4 separate regions of the Sus scrofa genome follow, and all the other regions are linked to region 2. The links are chromatin contacts, called in public Hi-C, HiChIP or PLAC-seq and promoter capture Hi-C maps. All regions are on one chromosome and are shown on one strand. The core of a region is the stretch at or near the end of the contact, and the rest is flanking DNA. Distances in the headings are between cores, read along the strand shown.

Region 1 (4,286 bases), core at 1,139-3,638, 320 kb after region 2:
ATACACAAGAGGGAATAGCTGAAATCAAGCTCATATTACTTCACACTGATAAACCGTACATTCAGCAGGTTATTAGTAAGGTTTCATAACTCATACTTGAATTATTAAAAACACCAATATTAAGTACCATACTGTGTGCCATAAACACAGTTCTTGCCCACAAGGTACTTACTTTCTGGTGAGAGGGACAGACGAGTTCTAACAACTATGGTGTAATATGTGAAATGCTATGATGAAAGAAGCAAAGAGTGCCTTGGGAGCATTGAAGAAGGGTACTTTAATGAAGAGACAGGTGATTTGTCAGGGAAGGATTTCGAAGCAAGGGAACACTAGAGGTAAGAAAGGATACTTGGGAGTTACTACATAAAGAGAAAAGGTATTCCAGGTAGAAGGAATAGTAAGAAGGCTCTTGAATAACATGAAGGATTTGGGAAATAAGCTGTTCAGACTAGAATGGAGGCACCATGGTAAGATATGACAGGAGTCCAAGCTAAGAGAGGTCAGACCACAAAAAACATTGTCTTTTGAATGCCACCTTAAAGAAAGTGAACTTTATCCCCAAGCAGGAAAGGGTTTTAGGAGCTGGGATGATTCAGAGTTGGTTGAACAATCATATCTCAAAAGGCTTAACTGGTGGAGCTAGGTCAACTAGAGAGATGTCTCAATGTTAACCTATGGAACCTTGCCTGGACCTAAGTCTACTCAACATGTTATCCATAAAATTAACATAGATATGATAGGTTTAGCCAAAGTAGACAGCCAGTATAAAAGAAGAATAAAAAAGACTTTGACCGGAGTTCCCGTCGTAGTTCAGTGGTTAACAAATCCGACTAGGAACCATGAGGTTGCAGGTTCCATCCCTGGCCTTGTTCGGTGGTTAAGGATCTGGCGTTGTCGTGAGCTGTGGTGTGGGTGGCAGACGAGGCTTGGATCTGGCATTGCTGTGGCTCTGGTGTAGGCTGGCGGCTACAGCTCTGATTAGACCCCTAGCCTGGGAACCTCCACATGCCTAGGGTGAGGCCCTAAAAAGACAAAAAGACAAGTAAAAAAGATCTTGACAGGCAGAAACAATTGAAGAAATCTTACAAAACAGGGTAACTATAAAAAGAGTTCCACGTTGAGAAAACTGGAGCTAGATCACTGCTGAGATCTTTTTACTTTTGAAATTCTATTTCCAAGGAACATGGGTGCTCCTTTAAATCCCTAAGTCTTCTAATTTCTAGAAAGTCATTTACTGGGCAATAACTTATGTAAAAGCACCTATGATGCCTGAGACTGGTTTTTTTTTGTTTGTTTGTTTTTTCTTTCTTTCTCTTTTTTTTTTTTGTTTCCTGGCTAAGTCTGCAGCATGTGATGGTTAGGGATGGAACCTGAGACACAGCAGCCACCCAAGCCGCTGCAGTGACAACGCCAAATCCTTAACTTTGCTGCACAAGAGAACTTCTCCTTTTCTTTTTAAATTTTTAAAATTTATTATTTTATTAAAGTATAGTTGATTTACTGTGTTGTGCCAGTCTCCTTTTCTTTCTTTCCCAACCTGATTGAAAATTAAGGTAGAAAAGAATAAATCAAAGCCATTCAGGGGTGAGAATGTTCACTTCATCCAGGACTTAGAGTATAGGAACTATATAACACATTTCATCAAACAAATATAAGACACCAGTAATTGTAAAACATTATTTCATGTACCACTAAGGAAAAAAATGCTGTACATACATATATACATACATGTATACATACATATATACATATATTCTTTTTTGGTGTGTGTGTGTGTGTTTCAGGGCTGCACCCATGGCACATGGAGGTTCCCAGGTTGGGGTCGAATTGAAGCTGTAGCCACCGGCCTACGCCAGAGCCACAGCAACGCGGGATCTGAGCCGCGTCTGCGACCTACACTACAGCTCACGGAAACGCCGGATCCTTAAGACCCACTAAGCGAGGCCAGGGATCGAACCCACGTCTTCATGGTTCCTAGTCGGATTCGTTAACCACTGAGCCAAAACGAGAATTCCTTGATGACTTTTTAAATTCTTCTACAAACCCAGGATTCCAGAACTTTGGTGCTGGAAGGGCACAGGCAGAGATGGAAAAGAAATGTATGCAGTCTGATTCCTTTCGTGTTCTGATCAATGAACAGTGGGGACAACTTTAACATTCCGTTTCCATACTAATGTACGTATTCATTTGAACGCCACGGTAGTCCTGTGACGATGAAACTGCACTTCGTAAGGACTTAATGATTTACCTTAAAAAGAGTCAGCTGGTAGGGTCTGGAAAGGAGACTGAAGACAGCTAGCAACCTGCTAAATCTTCTCGAGTGAACTTGGCAGAGCAAACCAAGGGGGAGGAAGGGGTGGGGCCGCGCACGCGCGCCGTTGCCTCTGAGCGACGTCTGCGGGTTTCCTTTCACAGCCAGCCACTCTTCCTCTCAGTCCAGTACGGTGGCCGACCGGAGCCAGACGCTGGGGATGAATGAAGGTGCTGTGTGCAGGTTGAAACGGTCTGCTCTGCTTTCCTCTCCCTTCAGTCCGGGCTCTGCCTTTGTGCAGGGTCCGCATCCAGCCCCTATCGCACCGCCGGACCAATGGGTTCTGGCGTCTGGGTTTTTGGTGTCCAGGTCGACTCAGGGCACAGCTAGGGTTGGGGAATCCGGATTATCGCCTAGGCCCAACTTCGGACCGCGCTCTCGATTTCTACCGCGTCCCGCCTCTAGAGCGTGGAATCCGGGTGGGGTCCCGGGAGGTTGGAGGGTAGATCTTAAGGTATGAAGCTTCCGCTTCTCAGGCTCTTAGAGCGTTCCGAGGTCCGTGTCCGCCACCGGCCCGACTTTTCTCAGCCAGAGGAACTGGTTGGTTCTCTTTACGCCCAGGGCGAGACCTATGAGCACACAGGTCTTGACGCCTCTGCTCTATCAGCCCGCCCCTCTGTTAAAAGGCCAGCTCCTCTTGCTAAAATTAAAAGCAAAACAGCATTTCTGCCCACGACTCTTTGTTATTTACGATTCTGCAGTTTTGTGGGTCTCAGAGGGGATGGCTTTGGCTACCTGCTACTTGCTGTTTTGTTTCTGATTACTCTTGAAGACAGAAAAGTGCCCAAGTGGGACTCAGCTTTCTCCCACAGCTAATTGCACCTCCACAGCTGTTTTGTTTTTGTTTTTGTTTTTTTAAACTTAGGAACACAGGAGGTATGGCATACTGTTTTTGTCTCCAGAGCGTTGAATCTGGCATTGCTTCTGGCTAGTGAGGCTATTTAATAGTGGTTCCACCGACTCGTGGAGGGTGGGAAAGAGAAGTCTAACAGTGCTTTACGGATGTTGGGTAGGCATGTGAAACGAAAGAGGAGCGTTCTTTACTATGCTGATCTTTTACTCTACGTTGTGGCACTCATGACTGGTATAGTGGAGAAAATATTGGACTGGGTTTTAGTAGATGAGAGTTCAGCGTTAGATTTTGCCACTGACTAGTAATACTACTCAGAGCCAGTTACTTAGTCCCTCGGGGTTTCATATTCCTTCTTTGCAAAATGGGAGTATTACAACAGAAGATCCCCAAGGCTGGAAGAGACGTTAATATACTCTGTTTTCTTTCTCATTTTCCAGATGGCAATAGAAACATAGGGAGCCTTTAATTGTGCCAGGAATATTGCCAGCGACTAGTCCTATTAACAAGAGACCACATTTTTCAGAGTTGTTAAAAAGAGAGGCATTCATGCATGTGGAGTTATACCCCTACTTTCTCTTTCTTTTCTTTTTCTTCATCTTCTTCTTCTTTTTTTTTTTTTTAACCACTAGGATCAACTGTGATAATGACCGAGTGTACAAGCCTTCAGTTTGTCAGTCCTTTTGCTTTCGAAGCAATGCAGAAGGTGGATGTTGTTCGTTTGGCATCTTTAAGCGATCCAGAATTAAGACTTCTCCTGCCCTGCTTGGTGCGGATGGCACTTTGTGCTCCTGCTGACCAGAGCCAAAGCTGGGCTCAGGATAAAAAACTCATCCTTCGTCTTCTTTCTGGAGTAGAAGCTGTCAATTCCATTGTTGCATTGTTGTCTGTGGACTTTCATGCTTTAGAACAGGACGCCAGCAAAGAACAGCAGCTTAGGTAATGTAATATCTAATCTGTGGCTTGGTATTTACTTGGATTTGCTAAAACAGAAAGAATCCAGTATTTTTATTTGTAATTAAAATTCTATGATCTTTTGAATTCCATCTTATAAAATGTTGTGCTGAGAACTTTGTGTGCACTTTGTATTCAGGGTAAGTCCTTAGGCCAGTTACTTTCAGTGGG
Region 2 (4,092 bases), core at 914-3,413:
TAACCACTGAGCCACGACAGGAACTCCCGAGGAGTTAAGTGATTTAGGAAAAGAAAACCAGTCATTGGACCTGGTAATTTAAGAGATCATTGGGAATTTTTCATGGAATAACTTCAGTGGTATTATAGGGCAGAAGCAGGATTATAGTTGGTTAATGAGGGTTCTTCTTTCAGAATCTTAGATGAGAAAGCAAAGAGATAAGAGGAAGAAGAAAGCTATAGTCAAGAGCTAAGTCAGGTTTGGTTTAGGATTGGCAAGATCTGGGCTTGCTAACGTGTTGAGGGGAATATGTCACCAGAGAGACAAAAGTTCTTAATAAAGAAACAAAGGGCTGAAAGCAAAGTCGTTCTGCAGTAAGGTGGACGAGGAAAGGGTTCAGACACCATGAGGAAGGTCTGGCCTTGAAAAGGTTACGTCAGAATAAAGGACAGGACTCTGGAGCACACATACCTCCATTTTCCTCCTCACTGAAGAATCTTTCTTTGCAAGATGCTTGATATGCCTCATTCTCTCTTTTAGAGCAGAGTCCTTGGGGACAGTGTGAATCACTAAATAAAGCATCAAACACTTCAAAACCAATCTGATTACCACATTGACCAAGTTGCACTGTTACTATTGACATGCTGAGACACGAACTAGGCCTATTCTCTCAAAAAAGTGAGCAACCTGTAATTGAAAAAATATAGCCTTTGAGTAATATAGCCTTTACATTATTAATAAAGAACAAATAAAGTATCACATACGTTAATACACAATCAATAAAAATTAATTTTTTTAGGAGTTCCCATTGTGGCTCAGGGGCAATGAACCTGACTAGCATACATGAGGATGCAGGTTTGATCCCTGGCCTTGCTCAGTGAGTTAAGGATCTGACATAGCTGTGAGCTATAGTATAGCTCAGAGATGCAGCTTCGATCCCACATTGCTGAGGCTGTAGCATAGGCTGGCAGCTGCGGCTCAGATTCGACCCCAGGCCTGGGAACTTCCATATGCCTCAGATGTGACCCTAAAAGAAAAAAACATTTTTAAAAATACTATATATGTCTATGGCGCTGTAGATAAAATAGCTATCTTGTCTAAGAAGCCAAACATTTAAGAAAGTTGTTCTTTTTCTTTATATGGTTTTGGGATTTACTGTACCCAAATTCATTTATATAAAGCTCAATAGTTTTCAAATTTTCATTTGTAATCACTATTTTCCTAAGTATGCATTTAAAACAAACAAAAAAAAAAACAAAAGGAATCCCGGTTGAAGGAATTCATAGCATACACTTCACACCACAGGGACATAATGCAGAAGTTAGCTCAACAATAGCACATTTTATTAACATTAATATTCTCTCTTCCAAATAATTATTTTCTCCCTCCAATCGTCTTTCTGTTCTAGGCACCACAGTAACACAGGAAAGACTTTGTATTTAGCTCAGGGAGGACAGCATGGGAGACGAAGCTTGGGGGGAAAAAAAGACGGGATGAAATATTAGAGAAAGTATTCACTATTTTTAACAATGTAAAGAGACAACTTTTGGTTAAGACCTCACACCGAGTCCACGGAGCAATGGAAAGAGCTGTGGTTTGGGAACCAGACTCTGTACTTAAAATTATCAAACAAGCCTGCAAAATAGATGTCATTACTTTCATTTTACAGATAAGGAAACTTAAGGCTCTGAAAGGTTATGTGATTTTCGCAAAGCCACCGAACTAGTAATTAGCAAAGCCAAGATGCTCCCTTTCTATACCACCCCAGCAGCTCCCCAAAAACCCCACTCACTGCCAGCCCCAGAACCAGCCGTTTCTGTCCGGTTCAAATTCGAGGGGCAACCCTCTTATTATGCGCATGCTCTTTCAAAAGAAAAAAAAAAACTACAGAGAACGAATGCGCATGTACCACAAACGTAGAGATTTGTTGCGCTTTTTCCCCCCCGCCCTCCCCGCGGTGGGTGTTTTTTTTTTTTTTTTTTCCTATTCAGTAAGGTTAATTACGCATGTTCAATTTCAATTTATCAATTTCAGACACGGTACGCATGCTCGCTGTCCATCAAACTCTTTAGCTGACAATGCGCATGATCTGGCTTCCAAGAGAGGCTTCGGCTGGGCTTCTGCGCATGTTTCTGCCAGTACCTGGTTCCTGGCAATAGTTCTACGCATGTTCACTGCCCACAGTTCGGCTTCACAGAATCCTGTACGCATGCTCCAGTGCTGAACTTCAGGAGCCAGTCTGGGGCCTAAGCGCAGACGCACTGAGCCTAGGCAGCCGGTGATGGCGGCAGCGGCAGCAGTGGCTGCGGCGGGTCCGGGCCCATGAGGCGACGACGGAGGCGGGACGGCTTTTACCCAGCGCCGGACTTCCGAGACAGGGAAGCTGAGGACATGGCAGGAGTGTTTGACATAGACCTGGATCAGCCAGAGGACGCGGGCTCTGAGGATGAGCTGGAGGAGGGGGTGAGGCCCGGGGTCCCGGGGGGCCCGAGGTGACAGGGCCGGGGCGGTGGCGCGGGCCCTGGAAGCCCCGCGCGTCCGAGAGCGCGGAGACCCAGGGGGGAGCGAGTAGTCCGCGGGAGGAGCCGAGGTGCCGCGCGGCCAGAAGCTGGGGGTGGGGGGGGGACGGGTGGGGCGGACCTGGCCTTAGGTGTGAGGCCGCTGCGGGGCTTGCAGGTGCAGGTCGCGCCCCTAGCCCCAGAACAGCGCAGCTGGGAGCAGCCTGCGGAGGGAACGAGAAAGGGCGCGTGGTCGATTCCTGGAGCTAGTGGACTTAAATGTGGTGGGGCGCGAGTGGTGGAAGCGTGTGTTGGGGGGAGGGGGATTGCGCTGGCTGGGTGTCCCGTAAGTGCAGGTGAAGAGCGGAAGGGTTTCCCTTGAGTGTAAGATTTCAAGTATTAAATCTTCAGACCTCCCACAACCACCTCTTTTCTCGGCCTGTCGCTTCTCTCCTAGGAAGCGCTCAGCTGTTAGAAGTGACAGCTGAAAACTTCTGTCGGGAGTAGCGCTGCCGCTGCTGTTACAGCCACCAGGAGTTTTATTTCGGGAGCAAGGGGGCTCTGCTGCATCTTCCAGGGTTTGTTTGTTTGCTTTTTTTTTTTTTTTTTTAAACAAAAACCTCCTTCCGTGTGACTTTTTTGTTAAGCATTTATAACGACACACGGCATTTGTAACTTACTTTTCTCCCAGTTGAAGATGTCTACATTTTTTCAAAATACTTGATGTAATTTTGGGGTGGAAAAAAACCAGCGTTGACAGCTGTGATTTGGCTTGCCAAAAATAAATTGCTTAAACTGAGACTTGTGAATGGTGGTGTGAGGGCTTTCCTTGCTGTAATTTGGGGTGCTAAATTTAGAATTGTTTTTCCTAATGCATAGCTTGGTTCACCTTTGGTTAGTAGTTTTTCTTTATTCAAGATTCTTTTTTTCAAGGTAAATTTATTGAAAAATCACAAGTTGTACGTGACATTCAAAATGGTATTGTCATACTAAATCACAAATGGCCTTCAATGATAACCTCATGGTAATTGAGATACTACATTCCAGTGTCTAGATGAGTTAATAACTGATATCAGGTTTTTGCTCTAACTACCCAAGGGGCTTCCCTTTCTCTTCCTTATCCTGTTTTCCTCCTCTGGGGAGTAAGTTGTTCCTTGCATGCTGACAAAAGGTTGAGATGCTATATATATAAAGAACTAAGAAACTAAGTGGGCTAAAGCAATACTGTTCTTTTCAAAATTAAATGAGTCTAAATCAAGATCAGTCAGTATGGAAGGTGAGTTATTGAGATATGTACTTTTAATATGTTTGCATATGGAATTCCTGTTAGTCTCTTAATGGAATATGAGATACCACTGAATGCAGTTTGAAACAAATATGGGATTACTTTCATTACATGTAATATACTCTTATCATTATATTGGCTCCATATGGTAGTGCCTTTGGAGCAGAGCAGAAGAGAAAACTGGATAGGAAGGATGCTTTATAAAATCTGCATCAGTTGAACTGCTAGAATTTCCAGACCATGGGATTATTAGGAGTTTGAAGTAAAATACTATATTAAGGTTTCTGTGGGAGTTTCAGTTGTGGCTCAGCAGTAACAAACCCTGCTAGT
Region 3 (3,832 bases), core at 344-2,843, 390 kb after region 2:
GTGTGCAGCTATTTTGAATATTGGTTTATAAACATTCGTATTCTTTATCAAATGAACTTGTGTTTTTTTTGTGTGTTTCGTTTCATTGCTATTAACGTGAAAGGAACAGTTCAAGGGACTGGGATCCAGGACTGTCTGGCTCCAGAGCCTATGTGTATCAGTTTTCATTATGCCACATACATCAAATGGCAATACAAGATGAGAGTTCAGAGCCTCATGAACTTAAGAGAGGAAAATCAGAGTAGTTATCCTGGAGAAGTTACATAAAAAGATTTGATGATTTAAAACATTTGTAAAAGCAGAATAATAATTTGAAGGTAGTTTTAAGGATTTATTTTTATAAACTATCCTCCATTGCACTGTCTTAACAGTAAATTACACTTTTTGTACTTTTCCTTCATCTTGGCTTATGAATATGTATTTTCACATAATGAAATTCATAATAACCCAGTTTGGAGTCTGCTTTTTTTCATTTAACGTTATGGAGTTTTGGCAGGTTGTTTGGTTTTACATTTATTTTATCGGTTCCATAATGATTGAATTGATATAATCATCTCCCTGGGAAGTTAGGGTTTTTTTTTTTTTTCAGTATTAGAATAGGCCTTGTTAAAAATAAATAAATAAAAAGAATAGAACTTGTTGTCACTAGAGCTATTATTACTTTTCTTTCTTTTAGATTACTTCTTTAGGGTAAATTTCTGAGCCCGAGATTACTAAATTAAAGGGTAGAATTTATTTTTATGACTGTTTTGTCATTTGGGGAAGATGTAGTAAAACTGAAAGTGAGGCAAGCAAACTCGACTTTTGTTGCTCCCTTCTGCAGCAAACCTCTCTCCCCAAACTGGTTTCTCGGAATCTGAGAAAATGTTTCAGGTCTTGCTTTTTTGGGAGAGTAGCCATTTGAGCCAAGTTTAGGTAGAGGATTGTTTTTTTTTAAATATCAATTTGGCGAGATCATGATTAACCCCCCTACCTTTGAGGAAACCGAAGTGTATTTCTTGGCAAAGAACAAATTGGTCTTAGGAAGGACAGAAGGCTGATAAGCTTTAATGGAATTAAGAGTGATCTGGTGCTGGAGAGCGTTTCCAGTTGAATGTGGTCTCTAAGAAAGCCTTGAATATCAGGAGATTCTGTAGCCAGCTGTCATCCAACTTTTTCGCCTCGTTTGGCTCAGAAGTCTGGCCATTTCCTTTCATTACTCTGGGTACCGGAAAGTTCGGAAATTTGAATCGAGTGGCGCTGAGAAATGCTGAGAGAACTTGGCGTGTTTCCTCTCGCTTGGTCTAGAGACCTTAAAAATGAGACTTCGAATTTCCAAGGAAACTGAGCCACGGCTTAAATCACCGGTTTCCAGAAGTCTAACACAGCAAACTGTATCCCTTTATCTTCTTGGGATCTGCGGGAGTCCTTCACCGCCAAGGAGCTCGCCTTCCCATGCCTCCGTGTAGCTGGGGTTGGTCTTTACGGCGGAGTCCTCCATTGGGTGCCAGCGTGCGCGCCCCCTGACCTCGCGTCGGGATTGGTTGCCTGGTTTCTGGTCTTGGCGAGTGATTGGTTGTCTGACTTCGCCCGGCGATTGGGTGCTGGGAGTCGAGGGGTGGGAGGCGGGAATTCGTCCGCTGGAGTGTTGTACTTGGGAGCTGAGGGGAGAAAAAGTAAGAGGTACGTAATCCCGCGACTGGGAGTAGCATCCTTGGGAGGAAGAGAGGGAGGCTAGGACCTCTCTTTGCCGGAACTTCTCTGTGTTTGCTTGCAAGTTTCGGCTTCCTTTATCCCGAGAATCGGAGCCCAGTCGGCATTGTTTGATTTTCCGCCGGGCGGGCAAGTCTGTCTCTCGCGGGGAGGGCGCAAAGCCTGCCAGAAGGGTGCCTTTTGCTTTTGTCCACCCGCCTTGCAAGCCCATCGGTGTGGAGTGGATCCCCAGGGCCTTGGGGATCGGGGTTTGCTGAGGGAGGAGGGAATATGAGGACGAAAACCTGTGGGGGGTGGGGAGGAAGCCTGCTTTTACCTCCTTGGAGCAGAGGCCTTCTACGAGTCTGGGGCTTTTCGTTACTCTTGGGAGGGGGCTACGGCGGAGCCAGATAAGTTTTGTCCTTTATCCAGTGTGTAGAGGAAGCGACCCCTTTTTGTTGCCAGTTGCCACCACGGGTGGGGGTGGGGGTGGGGATGGATTGCTTTCTAGGTTATATCTGAGTTACTAGGCCAGCCTTGAGTTGTTGGTTAGATTAAGGATTTAGATTCCACAAATATCGTTCTCAGAGCTTCACAGATGGAAGCACAAAATGTTACAACTGGAAACTACCTAAGAATAGTGATTCTTAATTTCTCTGGGGACAAATAACTATGGTTAAGGTTGTGACAGGCTTTATACTATGTGGAATTGAGATTTTAACCCATCTCTTCATCCCCACATGGAATTTAGCATTTCTTCACTATTGCAAATAATTCCTCAGTTGATAACAGTGTATATCATTTCCCTTTTATTTTTAGTTATTTCCTTAGGATATATATCTGGGAATGAGAAATCTATGGACTTTCTCTTAAAAAATACAGTCATATACAGAAACTTATGCATGCAATATCAAAAGATTACACACAGTCTTTGAATTACATCTATGTATCCTAGGTTAAGTTGGTTTAGAAGAGGTGGAGATTAAAGTAGATCACTTCCTCTGTATCAGATACTGGAGTTTAGGCACATTCTATACATTACCCGTATTTAATTTTTGACTCAGTGCCTGGCTAATTTTCATAAAAGCCCTATCAGGTAGATAGTATTATATTATCTCCATTTTACAGATGAAGAAACAGGCTCTGTGAGATTAAGTAATTCACAGTGCAATTCCACTTTAAGGCTTATTTTCTTTGCATTATACCCTATTGACGTTTACGTAAGAATTATTGAGCACCTACATATGCCAAGGCATTTTCTCCCTTGCAACAGTTTTTAAATTAGGGATTTGGATCTTAGTCTAGAGAAGTGAAGATCAAGGTAACATTTCAATTGTTGTCAGAACCTGATCTAGAACCTATACTTATTAATTCCTGGTCCACAGCTTTGGCAGAATAGGGTTCAGATTTGTCAGATTCTGAGGCATGCTCTTAACCACTGTGATTTATAAGAGTAGGAAATTCTTTCTTGTTGTTGTTTATACATTAATTCCAATTTTTATTTCAAGACTTGTGTTTCAGTGTAAGGTATCTGGTTTTTCTTTGAATGGCATTCTTTCAACATTGACTCTCATTTCTCTTGGCAGTTAGGAATCGGAAGTAAAGCGTGATGTCTTCAATACGGTCTGAATATACAATTGGTGGGGTGAAGATTGACTTTCCTTATAAAGCTTATCCATCACAGCTTGCTATGATGAATTCTGTAAGTATTTTTCAGCAGTTATTTTAAGTCTTTACTGAGATACAGATGCTTATAATTCACAACATACAGTGAGTCTGTGACTATGTTTTCTCAGATAGTAAATAGATTGAAAACATTTGCTGGATTCATTAAAGAACATCTAACCTTTGGAAAAAAATGCTGGTCGCTACAAAACTGTATTTGTCTCTATTAGGGGGCAAAGGAGAACATTCTGAAAAATGTTCTCAGCTCATTTGGAACTTCTATTTATTGAAGTACTGCTTTACTTTGCCTCATTACTTTGAAATACAAAGTATTTATTATCTTACACAGAATACTGTATTTTCACCAAAATTTTTTGAAATATTTTAATCATATAGAAATTAATATACAAACGTGAGTAAACCAACTTACCAGCTTTGTTAAATCTTAATGTTTTGCCATCTTTACTTTTTGTTTTTTTGTCTTTTTCTCCTTTTT
Region 4 (3,918 bases), core at 78-2,577, 260 kb before region 2:
CAGTGTTCAGGTGGTCCCAGGGAAATAGACCAGTAATAGTTAATCCCTTTCTCCAAGCGTGTACATTAACCACACCGAGGTTTTTACATACTATCTTTAAGAAATCTTTGAGGCTCATTACTAGACATGACTTTAAAAAACCCTCCTACTACAATTTTAGTCCAATTCTTAAGTGTATTCATGACACTACAATTCTTCAACACGATTTATTACGAAGCTAGACCCATATACACGTCCGCCAAAATGTCCGCAGAAACGTTAAGAAAGGCTATCACAAGGCCAGCTTGAGATACTCATAAATGACTTTCACTGTCCTGTGAACCAACTGTTTAATATCCGAAGAGACTACTAGTTCTAGTTAGAACCCAAGCGTCAGCTTTTGCAAACGGCAGAAGGGCGTGCACAAGTGCAGAGAGGGTTTTTAAACCCCATTTCATACCCTCCTCCCTGGGAAGTAACAAACCACCCACCACATGAAACTAGGCGGGGGAGGAGCGCCGCAGCCGGCTGCCAGGAGCGCTCTGCAGGGAGGCGGTTTCCCTGAGTCACGGAGAGGGCGGGAGGCTGGGCCCATCTGCCCACGCCACGTCTTCTTCGTAAGGGGACTCGGTTTAAATAGGTAAGGCCCACAGGGGAAGGGACCAGCACCGCCGTTCCTCAAGGCGGCCCAACAGCCACCTCATTCCCAGGAGACGCCGCACTTCCCTAAAATTCGCGCTGCATTCTAGCAGTAAGCAGCCGACCTTTCCCGACCAGCATCACGTGCACCCGGAAGTACGTGGGTGGGACCTAAAGCGCCCACGGAAATGACGTTAGTCGCCCCTAGTCGCATGATGTGGCAAAATGCAAAAAAAAAGGGGAGGGTGGAGGGAAAGCAGGCGGCCGGGGAAAGTGATGAGGCTAAAAAAGTAGTCCCTTCGAGTCCTCTATTTACCACCGTGTCGTAGCAGTAAGTGAGGCTTTTAGCGCACTGCGCCCCAAATTCCTGCGCCTCCGCTGTATCGCGGCACTCCGTGGAGGGGTACATAAGGCGGAGGGGGTGAGGCAACTTGGGCGGAGTTCTGTCGCCAGGATCCCTCCGCAGGGCTCAGCCGTTTCCGGAGTCTGCGCTGCGCCCGGTTCCGCCATTGCGGCTCTCCCGGACCCTGGAGCCTCCGCCCCCGACCTGAGCTCTTTCGTCTGCCTGCCAGTTTCCTGCGTCCCCGGAGACTATCCTGCCGAGCCCAGCCTTCCCCCTCCCCCTTCTCCTCCTCTCCCTTGGAGAGCCTGGGCAGCCACTGCCCCGCAGCCCCAGTGACAGGAGGAGACCATACCCCCCGACAGCGCCATGGCCCAGATTCTGCCAATTCGTTTTCAGGAGCATCTTCAGGTGCGGTGGGGCCCTGGCTGGTGAAGGCTATGTAGAGAGGGCGGTAGGAAGGAAGAAGTTGGAGTCTGAGCCCAAGCAAAAAGGGTAGAATGGGGGGGTGGTAATCGGTTCCTGGGGTAGATGGAGAATGGGGGCACTATTTGGAAAGCTTAAAGGGTTAAATGATGTGGGGGCTTGGATGGAAAGGACGCGAGTCTGGGTACATAGGGGAGCGAGGCCAGGCCTGGATTTGAAGGCTTTTTCATCTTCGCTTCCTGGATGACAAGAACTGCGCATACTAACCTTTCCACCCCCCGGTTTTATCCAGTTCATTCATTTGGGTAGGTTGGGGGCGGGGGAAGGGTTCTCCCGCGTTTCTTGTAGAGCAAGAATTCTTATCCCCTAGGCCAGTGCAGGACTGTCACCTCCCATTGCTCTCTCTCTTACCATTTCCCCTTCGTGTCTGCACCCTGGAGTTGTGGCGCGGGTGGGTTGGGGAGGAGCAGCCTTTTTTCTTCCTCCCTCTGCGGCTCTCAACAGGAAAGGCACCTTCCCTGGGGTGGGGTGGGGGGGGGGGACGGCGGTGGCATGTCTCTCGCCTTCCCTGAGGCTGTAGGAACAGAGAAGGTCACTGAAGGAAAAGGAGGATAGAATGGGGGAACATATTTCTCAGGGCGGTGTCAGTCGCAGAGTGTGTGGGATCAAGTTTTCTAGGAGAACTCGGCTTTTCTCCCCTTTTTTGATTTCTCTGGGAATGGTGTGGCTTTTATTCCCTCTTTGCTTCTAGAAGGGAGAAAAAGAGTTGTCCAGAGGTTATCTTGGGGTCTGCTGGTCCAGCGGGTAGTTGGCTTGCCCTGAGTATCTCCCTCAGGATTGCATGGAATTGAATGAGCCCTGGAGATAGAGCACACCTGCCCGGAGATATGCAAGGTTATTTGGTCTGCCGTTGGCTTCCTTTAGTAGCTTCTAGAGTTCTTCCCCATGGTGCATTATCCTGTAGGCAACAGACTGTCTTATCTGGCAACATGCCCGTGGCGGGCCCAGGCAGGTGATCGTTGGAGGGCTTGACTGAATTAAGTCTCTTTTGAGCTTCCAATTTTCCTGGTTCTACTTTGGCTGAAATAATTTATCCATAAAATAGGCTTTCTTTCCAGTTACTTCCTTAAAGAGGCCTGCCTCAGTTCAGTCATTTGAAGGACTAATTTTGTAATGTTATTATTACAAAAGAGGTACCAGTGGAATGATGTGACACTAATACTAGTGACCTTTTGGACACTTTACTATTGAAGGCTATTTTATTTTCTACTTGCCATTGTTATACATAAAGGATTACTGTTAATAAAAAAGTTTAATATTCTGACTACCAACATAATAATTTTTTTACAGGTAACACTTGCATCACCAAGACTTCTTTTCCTTTAAGTCTTGAAATATAATCATCTCCTCAAAAAATGAGTTAAGGAATACACTTTATTCAGCTATCTTTGGTTATCAGATGTAGTAGAACACTATTTTACAAAAGGTTAAAAAACATTATGTGGAAAAATGGATACAGAAGTTGTTAATGCTCAATCCAAATTTTAGTTGCTGTGGTTTCTTCTCTTAAGGCGGGGGTGTAAGTGATTGTCAGGGGTTAGGAAAGTAATGTTTGAGGGGAAAACACAGCCTTGTCCTCAGACTAAAGTGCTTCTGGACTGTAATCTTCCTGCAGACAAGTTTGTAAAATCATACAGGAAAAAAAGCAGTTACGATTGTTTGTATTACAAAGCAGAGGTATAGCCCACCCACTAGTAAACCTTATTTCTTGACTAGTGGTGTTTTGAACAATAGTTTTTCATTTTTGTTAAAGAGGAGACAAGATTGTTGAATAATCCCAAAGATGGAACTCCAACCTTGTCACTAATTGAAGACAGATTTAATACGGGTCTAATTTCTAAGTGGTTCAGTGTTTTTGCAAATACTTAAGTGAAGCCATTTCCTTCTCAAATAATTTGAAGAATGTAAAGTAACCTCGCAAATGTATTTGAAGAATTTAGTCATTCATTTTTTTGAGCAATATATATGCCATGCTTAAGCATGCTAAGGTGACTGTATACTCCAGCTGATAATGATTGATTGCACAGGGCCCTAATCACCAACCTCTTCCAGGATAACGCCTGACTTCTCATTAGTGTCCCTTCCCTTTATAAAAATTAATAAGGATTATTTTAATTGGCATCTTAGGTTTTTGACTTCTGACTGCCTGCCAGTTTGCTAGGAGCAGAATACTTTCTGAAACACTTAGGATAAAAATTGGAAATTGGAATTGAGGAATTTGAGTGTAGAGTTAGCCTGTGAAAGCTTCACAAGGTGAACTGTTGGCCAGATAAAGCATCCATCAAGGCTCAGAACTGCATCAAGTGACTATTAAATAGTTGTGAAAGTTTTTTTCTTTTTGGGGATGTTTACGCTAATGGCAGTGAACAGATGAATGCCTGTTGAGCAAGATTTTGCTAGAATGCAGGTTCTGAAAAAAAATCCTAGGCTATGTATAATGTTGCCTGCAATTCTCATTTTTTGGTTCAGGTATT

Evidence for each region. Promoter capture Hi-C pulls out the DNA fragments that hold promoters and counts their contacts. Hi-C and Micro-C count contacts between places; a contact is called where the count stands out from the background. HiChIP or PLAC-seq counts read pairs in DNA pulled down with a chosen protein or histone mark.
Region 1: a Hi-C map of embryonic fibroblasts shows a contact between it and region 2, with 4 times the contacts expected there. The contact joins the promoter of INTS2 here to the promoter of RPS6KB1 in region 2. A contact is called at or near these places in 2 of 5 promoter capture datasets (fetal liver and liver), 2 of 47 Hi-C or Micro-C datasets (embryonic fibroblasts and fibroblasts) and 1 of 2 datasets of contacts at active chromatin or transcription factors (alveolar macrophages).
Region 3: a contact with region 2 is called in a promoter capture Hi-C map of fetal skeletal muscle, with 5 times the contacts expected there. The contact joins the promoter of BRIP1 here to the promoter of RPS6KB1 in region 2. A contact is called at or near these places in 2 of 5 promoter capture datasets (fetal liver and fetal skeletal muscle) and 4 of 47 Hi-C or Micro-C datasets (alveolar macrophages, heart right ventricle, mesenchymal stem cells and 1 more).
Region 4: an H3K27ac HiChIP or PLAC-seq map of alveolar macrophages shows a contact between it and region 2. The contact joins the promoter of CLTC here to the promoter of RPS6KB1 in region 2. A contact is called at or near these places in 1 of 5 promoter capture datasets (liver) and 2 of 2 datasets of contacts at active chromatin or transcription factors (alveolar macrophages and skeletal muscle).

What each region holds. Positions count from the first base shown.
Region 1 is chr12:36,432,005-36,436,290 of Sscrofa11.1, forward strand. INTS2 (integrator complex subunit 2) reads left to right here and starts at 2,389. Exons shown (of 25, transcript XM_021067302.1): 1 at 2,389-2,494; 2 at 3,794-4,100. The coding sequence starts at 2,476.
Region 2 is chr12:36,109,421-36,113,512 of Sscrofa11.1, forward strand. It overlaps RPS6KB1 (ribosomal protein S6 kinase beta-1), which reads left to right and starts at 2,164. Exons shown (of 15, transcript XM_003131671.5): 1 at 2,164-2,442. The coding sequence starts at 2,302. It overlaps TUBD1 (tubulin delta chain), which reads right to left and starts at 1,886. Exons shown (of 6, transcript XM_013981124.2): 1 at 1,772-1,886.
Region 3 is chr12:36,496,545-36,500,376 of Sscrofa11.1, forward strand. BRIP1 (Fanconi anemia group J protein) reads left to right here and starts at 1,594. Exons shown (of 21, transcript XM_021067301.1): 1 at 1,594-1,662; 2 at 3,258-3,373. The coding sequence starts at 3,281. It overlaps INTS2 (integrator complex subunit 2), which reads left to right. Exons shown (of 25, transcript XM_021067302.1): 25 at 1-49.
Region 4 is chr12:35,848,054-35,851,971 of Sscrofa11.1, forward strand. CLTC (clathrin heavy chain) reads left to right here and starts at 1,328. Exons shown (of 32, transcript NM_001146127.1): 1 at 1,328-1,369. The coding sequence starts at 1,328.